Regions from separate parts of the Rattus norvegicus genome. Here region 1 is linked to region 2. A link is a contact called in public Hi-C data. All regions are on one chromosome and are shown on one strand. The core of a region is the stretch at or near the end of the contact, and the rest is flanking DNA. Distances in the headings are between cores, read along the strand shown.

Region 1 (4,008 bases), core at 68-2,567, 230 kb before region 2:
TTCATCTCACACACACACACACACACACACACACACACGCATCATAGAGACCAGCCAACCACATCCATCTCACACACACACGCATCATAGAGACCAGCCAACCACATTCATCACACACACACACACACACACACACACACACACACACACACACACACGCATCATAGAGACCAGCCAACCACGTTCATCTCACACACAGCGTCCTGCAGAGAACATTGTTCAGAAGTGTATTTTGAGTGAATAAATTACATAAAAGGTGTCACAGGTTCTTTGTTGGCTTAATTTCAATAGTTGTAGCTAAGATCTGACAGTGTGAAGTAAACTGGCAAAAGTAATTTTCAATGTATGCATTTACTTAAGTTTTGCTTCCATAATCTCTTGCAAGTATTTGAGTTATGGAAGATTCAACAGGTAGTCAGCAGGGCTAATTCAGGAGGAGCACTCCACGGTGAGGAGAATTTTTAATCAATCTTTCTTTCTTTCTTTCTTTCTTTCTTTCTTTCTTTCTTTCTCTCTTTCTTTCTTTCTTCCTTCCTTTCTTTTTTTTTTTTAACTTTCTGGGTTAGAGAACCATTTCCCCACATTTGTGTGGAAACTTGAGTCCTGATGAAGGAATGACCTATCATCTCTACTCTCGGTATACATGCATGTGCAGGGCTGCTAACAGTGAGGATGGGTGTCTGGATGTCTTATGGACCCATGTTTTTGAACATGTATTGCATGCCTGGCATTCTGCTTATCAGTATACATGTATCAAGTCATTATCCTCCCTGTTTACAATTATCAACAACAAAACCCCCCAAACTCCAGAGCCTCAGTAGCTAGTGGGTGACAGAATCCAGATGGGATGCAGACTTGAACCCAGGCTAAGTGCAGCGCCCCCGCCACACTGCTGGTTTGTGACAAAGGTGTCTATCCAGGGAATACATAGGACAGTGATTCTGAGCAGTGACTGGGATGGTTCAGCCCAGGTCTTCTTAGTGGCCCATTTTACAGGGGAAGGATCTGAGGCTTGGGCTGAGGTGAAGTGACTTATCAGGGACACCACCTCCAGGGGTAAGCTAGGAGGTTAGACAACGGTGTTTCATCACATAATTCATACATACACAAATCTAGCCAGTTTCCCCCATATAACAGACCTATCTATGGACACTGGAAGCAGGAACAGTGGTGCTGATCCTGGGACAATGGAGCACTGTCTGTGTTTTATAAAGGGTCCGAGTGCCGCTCACTGACTAATCCGGTAAGACTCAGTATGGGAACTATGCAATTCATCTACTCTGCTCTTCTTAATGTCTAACCAAGCCAGCCAAGGGTGCTGAAGTCAGCTATTTCTAGACAGGGACAGACTCTTGGTCAGTCTCATGGGCCTCTTCAGGGAAGGGTGTCAAGACAGTAGAAGCAAAAGAGAATGAGCAAGACCATGGTAACAATTGAGCATTGAGTAAGAAACGAAGAGGGTGGGGACAGAGGGCCAGGCCCAATGGGGTGATGTCACCGTTTCTACAGGACAGATAGAAACCAGACTTCTGTTCCACGGCAGAGGGGCACTCAGGTTCCAGATATTAAGTCAGGATGTAAAGTTGGAAGTGTCTCTTGCTCATTAGAGCTGGATTCTCATGGAGAAGCTACCAGTTTGTCCTGCTGTTGGGCTCCTAGCATGTTAAAGTTTTAGTCAATTCCATGAGAGGGGATGACTCAGGTAAGCGAGGTGTAGGTATCCGCTTGCTTTAGTTAGGGTGTTGGGAAACACAGAGGGAAGTCAGGGAGTCTGGACAGCCAATTCAAGGGGAAGGCCTCAGCCACAGATGGGGTGGGGAGGGTCTAGGAGCAGAGCAAGGCTGAGAATAGGAGGATCAGGGTAAACATTTCCCAGACCAGGTTGGCCAAAGGTGGATTTGTGTGCACATTGGTTGAATGTACGTTGTCTTTCTCAGCCATTGGGCCTCCAAACCATTGCCACCAAAGTATTGTGATCTAGCAATTTACAGATACTGCTGTTATCGGATAACGGAGCCTGGTACCCTTTAGTAGAAACATTGAGAAAATGATGATTGGCACCTAGTGGAATGTGTCCTGTTGTACACATGTGGTTTCTGATTAGAGGGGTGAGGCTGTGTTTTACAGTTTTTTTTTTCATTTGAGAGAGAAGCACATTCGAATCACTTGGGGCAGTTTGGCCTTTCCACGGTGACAGGCAGAGTCAGCAGGCCACACCAACCCTATTCGGCAGCTTACAGCTTCATTGCTAAGGAGCAAAAGAGTGATGGCGAAGTCTTGAGGTGAAAGGGTAACAAAACATTTCTATCATCCGTGCATAGTTAGACTTTTCTAAACAAACATGGAGTTCTGACCTGAAAGCGGCACGATCAATGTCCCTTGAAAATCTTCTTCAGTCTTTTGTATGACACTTTATGTCCTCCCTACCAGACACAAGACCCAATCCTGAGGGTGGATCTCTGTGTCCTGCCCACACATGCATTTCCACTGCTTTCTGAGGCAGAGAGTATTCAGGTAGGCCCCGTTATCAATAAAATGTGAAGAGATGAGTTTTCAAAACTGATGTGTTTTATGCTGATATTTTTAGTAATTATTCTGTCTCTTTACTGCTTCCTGACGAATCTGCTTCCCGTTTCAGCATGGGGACCCTTCAGTTGGCTCTTTACTTGCTCCTCAGCCTTTTGTACTTCCCCTTGGTTTGAAGACCTGGAGACCAATGTCTGTCAGTTAAAAACCCTCAAATTCTTCCTTGATTATAGACCCAAGTGAAAATGTTCAAGTGGCTGGGCTCCTGACTAGTCTAGTGGGCGGGAGGTACTGGGCCTTGGAATGTTTGATTTGAAAAGGACAGAAGGAATTATTGCTAAGTGGTTTTGTTCCTTTGATTTCGGGCCTGTCAGTTGGTTTGTTTTGACGTAGTGACGCAGAATATAGCTAAGGCAGAAGTCTTTATCTCTGAGAAAGGCTTGAGCATTTGCAGTTGAAATGTTGTGATGTGCCGGGGCTGCTCAACAAACATTGGCAGGAAAGGGGGGAGGGGCGTTAGAGGGAAAGAAATGAAACAAGATATAGCAATAATTATGGAAGTTAATCATGCTAGCCTTTCTTCTTTAGGGATTGTTATTTTCCATAATAGAAAGAAGGTAAAGAAAATGTGTTTAGGTAAACGTACTCATCCGATTGTATTTTTGATTTACGTGTGTGTGTGTGTGTGTGTGTGTGTGTGTGTGTGTTGCACACATGTCCCAGTACACACAGAGCTCGGAGGACAACTTGTAGCAGTCCTTTCTCCTTTCCTCGTGTCAGTCCTGTGGATGAAACTTAGATCATAGGGCTTGGTATGTGATACTGCCATGCACTGAGTCATTTGGTGAAATCAACTTACTCATTCCAGATGAAGGTAAAACACACACACACACACACACACACACACACACACACTCATGCATGCATACACGATGATTCCAGGGGCAAGGCATCATGCCTCGTGTTACAAAGCCAAATGGAGAACCTGGACAGGAAGTATATTCATGCCTAGTTGGGTGTCCTTTATTCTGCTTGCTCTGTAGATTAACCATCAGTAACTTCAACCTGCCAAGGTCCTTTATGAGTCTACTCTTTTCCAACCTAACGTAGTTTACTCTCCTGTGACTTTAATTAACAGAGAGATTCCCCCAACTCCAAGTGACTATCAGAACAGAAGCCAATGTCAATATAACTCTTTGTTCTACTACATTCTTAAAAGAACAACATTGTGCGGACAAATGTACAAGGAATTTCAACTAATGAACAGCCACTAACCATATCTAAAGTTGAAAACAGGAAACTACACACTACAAGAGTGTCCAAATAATGTCCCCAAAGTAATTACTAATTTAAGTGTGTAATAAAATGATAAAATGCTTTGATAAGACTCTAGTCTACGAGTCTCTGGGATCCTTCCAGCATCTTGGCAGGCAGCCAAAGCCCAGTGTAGCTCCTTGTTTGAAAGTCTGTTTCATTAGAATT
Region 2 (3,591 bases), core at 1,055-3,554:
CACTTAGCAGCCTGATCAAGAGTCTCAGAGACGAAAGGTTTGATTTTAATGGTTGGTCCGTGGGTTAGAGCCACGGGGTCTTAAGAATTTCCTTCATTTTACTTTACATTTCAAGTGCAAATGTGTATTTTAATATCTGCCTTGAATATTCTTGAGGGGGAATAGTGGTGGCAAGCAATGACGACACTGGTTAGTTTAGTCAGATCATTGTGACAACTCATTTTAGCCTCTTACAGTAAAGATGTGATGCCAGGCAAGTGCACATTCTACGTACACATTTTATGCAGTGAATGTGCTGACAGGGTTTAGAAAGTTCAAAGTTTTGGGGAACCTTAGGGCTTAAGACTAAGAAATTATCCTTACTGTAGAACATTTATAATACCACAATTAATGAGATTTCATCTTTATAGTTTAGTTTGCATCTCACTTTCAACAACTATTTATCGCTGTGACAAAGGCTTTGGTGGAACTCAGAGTCTCCGCTGGATGCCTTGGGGATAGGGCATGGGATGGGGGATCCTGGAGAGCCATCCTGAAGCCCAATGGTCTTTAGCTTTTGATCCTGAGTCCTTGACACCCGCAATAAATAAGATTTCAGGAATAATGCTAGGATCCAGCAAGCATATACTACCACAGCTCTATGTTCAAATACTCAAATGTTTTTCCAATGTTTGGAAAATGGTGAATTCTAAACTCACTCCTGTGCACCTACCTAGTCCTCCTTAAAGCTCAGTGAGGCTCCTTCAATCTACTTAATCCAGTAAGCTAAGGTTATAATTGATGTAGCAAAGAGGTCAAGGTCCTGGGAAAATCGGCCATATTGGCCACAATGAAGAGTCGGTCACATGACTTTTGTCCTTTCTTGAAATACATGTTCTTCTTGGGGCAGGATTTCTTCTATTTACATTTCTATATGAATCTAATAACAATTTAGAGTGTGAGGGAGGAAAGGAGGGAGGTAGGAGGGAGAAAAGAAGGGAAGGAGGGAGAAAGGGAAAGAGAGAGAGATCCCTTAGACTCACACTGAAGATGGTCATATTCAACACATTCCACCTTGTTGGACATCTTGAAGTGTTCAGAATCCAGTGGTGTTCTGTCAGGCCCAGATGTGTACAGCCAGGTGCCTTCCTCACAATATTTAAACCCATTTTATGGAGGATTTAATCCGTCCTTGGAATCACTGACTTTGGAATGCATTCCTCGAGAGGCCATCTGAGATGATGAAAAACAGGTCCAAAGATGATGTTCAAAGATACCATTTATGGATTGGCAGAAAGGGGCCGAGGAGAGGGAGAGAAACTTGGCGGTGCCCTGTGGAGTCATTTCAATGTGCCCTGTTCTAGAGCACAAGGGAACTCTTGAAATTTCATAATCATAGGATCTTTTTATTCATGTCCCAAAGAGCATGTTTTTGAGTCCGTGTATAATATAGCCATTTGTTCTCTTGAACACATCTTAGGGATGGAAAAGGAGTTAGGAAAATGAGCCCATTGTTTTTTAAAATTAGTGACAAACTTCAAAATAATTCCAAACAAACCTCAAATAAAATGTTCTCCCCCTACCGCGAATCCCATTTAAACTGTTTGGGTCAGTCTGCTTTAATGAGCCCCATTCATGCTGACTCGTCCACACACTTCAGACAAAGACAACTGTACCTCTAAACCCATTTGAAAGTGATGGATGACGGTCAGCTTTGTGAGCCGAGCATGTGGTGGCTTGATAGCGCAGTGAAAGCAATCGCCGAGTGCGAGTCTGTTTCTTTTGGCAACGGAAGGGGTTGCTAATGGATTCATCATTTTCTGTTAAGCATGAATGTCAAACAAAAAAACATTTAGGGCTCTATTCAGCAGAGTTTCCGGCTTGATGCTTGCCAGCCATGGAGGCCCTGTGACTTGGAACCTGCACAGCCCAAAGCCTGATTTTTATTCCCCAAGTTGTGTGGAGCTAGAGCCCCAGAGCCTGGAATTCTGCCAAGAGCTTCTTCCTCATCCTCTACCTCCTCCTACCCCTCCTCCTTTGGCTCTTCTCACACCTCCTCCCCTCTCTCTTCCTTTGCTTCCTGTTTTTCCTTCTCCTTCTCCCTTGTCCTGTTCCGCCTTCCCTGCTCCTGCACCTCCTCTTCTATCTGCTGCTCCTCTTCCTTCTGCACCCCTCCTGCTTTTCCTCCTCTACCTCCTCCGTCTCCTCTTTCTTTCCCTCTTCCTCTCTTCAGCTCCTCTCTTCTCCAATCACATGGCAGCATAGGCCATGCTCTGAGATGGATGGCATCTCTGGAACAGAAGGAGATTCCAGCTCTTATCCCATCACTGACCACTGACCCTAAGAACCACACAGGACATCCATCCACTCTTAGAGCGCTGGCAGGGCAAACACTGAGCACATGCGCAGTGGAGCTTGTATCTTAGACCTGATTGGATAAAGCAGGCTTTGCCCATTTGTCATTTGGGAACTACAAGCAATCAATGTGCTCTGAACTCATTCTAAATTGCCCAGAAAATGAACACAAAAATAGAAGTGGAGAGAGAGAGAGATGTAGACTTTTGAAATGCTATGTCGGTCTCTGAATGGACCGCGAGAGGACTTGGGGAAAATGCTGGCCTTACCACACAGCTCTTACATCATTTACCACAGAAGGGCATCCTTCTTGGGAGAATGGCTTCTTCAACCACATTCACAGTGGACAGAGATAGGACCTGGGCCCAGAAAAGGGGAGTACTACCCCCAGCAGAAGTGACTATGACTTAGACCCAGGAATCACTGCAGGGCTGGCACGGGTCTTAGCACCAGCTGTGGCATAGTGGATAAGTCTCTATCAGTCTTGGTGCCTCGGGTTTTGATCATTGTTGTCTTGTAGGTTAAATGAAATTGCAAAAGAGCAGTAGTCTACATTACAAGTTCGTGCACATGTAGATTATTAATTTAATTATTTTAACTAGTAAAGGGGAAAAAATAATGAAATCAGGCATTTGTGTAAGGTAAGAGCTCAGAACATAGAAGAGATAGATTATTGACACCCACTTGCTTCTCTGTCAATCAAATGGGTGCTCCTCTGCCTGGGCTCAGGTTCACCTCTGTGCCCTGTGGATATGGTTGAAGAAGCCACTCTCCCACAGGCAGGAGGGAGTAGGGTGGAGTCTTCAGATGTCTATGATATAAAAAGAGCTGTGTATTATGTCTCCTGTCCCCAAAGTGCTTTGGTTATAGGCAACTGTCCACTCATACATGGCTTTTGAAGTAGGCACTCAGTTTCAAACTCTGACCTCCATGTTTGCACACCAAGTGCTCTTCCTATTCCTCTAAGGCATCTCCTCAAACAGGAAGCTCATGCTTTACCTAGGATCTCGTGTTTTCACAGTAGGGACTTGATTTGAGCACAGGGTTGATGCCTGTGCACTAAGAAGGGAAACAGGGTATGAAGATGACCCAGAGGTCTGTTTTAACTTCTTTGTGAGTGTGGCTGGTACCTCTCTTGTCTCTAATCCTTGCTGATATCTGGAGGAAAATTAAAATAAGTAATGAAATGTTGCCAGTTCCTTGTAAACGACAGGACTACCGGTGATTTAATGTGGCACTTATACTGGTGACTTAGCT

The links. A called contact is a pair of places that touch in the nucleus more often than the background predicts.
Region 1: a contact with region 2 is called in a Hi-C map of Schwann cells, with 2.2 times the contacts expected there. The contact joins two enhancer-like sites. A contact is called at or near these places in 1 of 12 Hi-C or Micro-C datasets (Schwann cells) and 1 of 1 datasets of contacts at active chromatin or transcription factors (oligodendrocytes).

What each region holds. Positions count from the first base shown.
Region 1 is chr2:120,244,955-120,248,962 of GRCr8, reverse strand. No RefSeq gene overlaps it. Among named protein-coding and RNA genes, the nearest start is that of Rnu6-1158, 250 kb to the left of the region's middle. Within about 2 kb of position 1,317, at least 1 of the 93 cell types and tissues checked has an H3K27ac peak or open chromatin away from gene starts, as enhancers often do. A contact at or near this core is called in Schwann cells, where this site is marked.
Region 2 is chr2:120,017,489-120,021,079 of GRCr8, reverse strand. No RefSeq gene overlaps it. Among named protein-coding and RNA genes, the nearest start is that of Rnu6-1158, 480 kb to the left of the region's middle. Within about 2 kb of position 2,304, at least 12 of the 93 cell types and tissues checked have an H3K27ac peak or open chromatin away from gene starts, as enhancers often do. A contact at or near this core is called in Schwann cells, where this site is marked.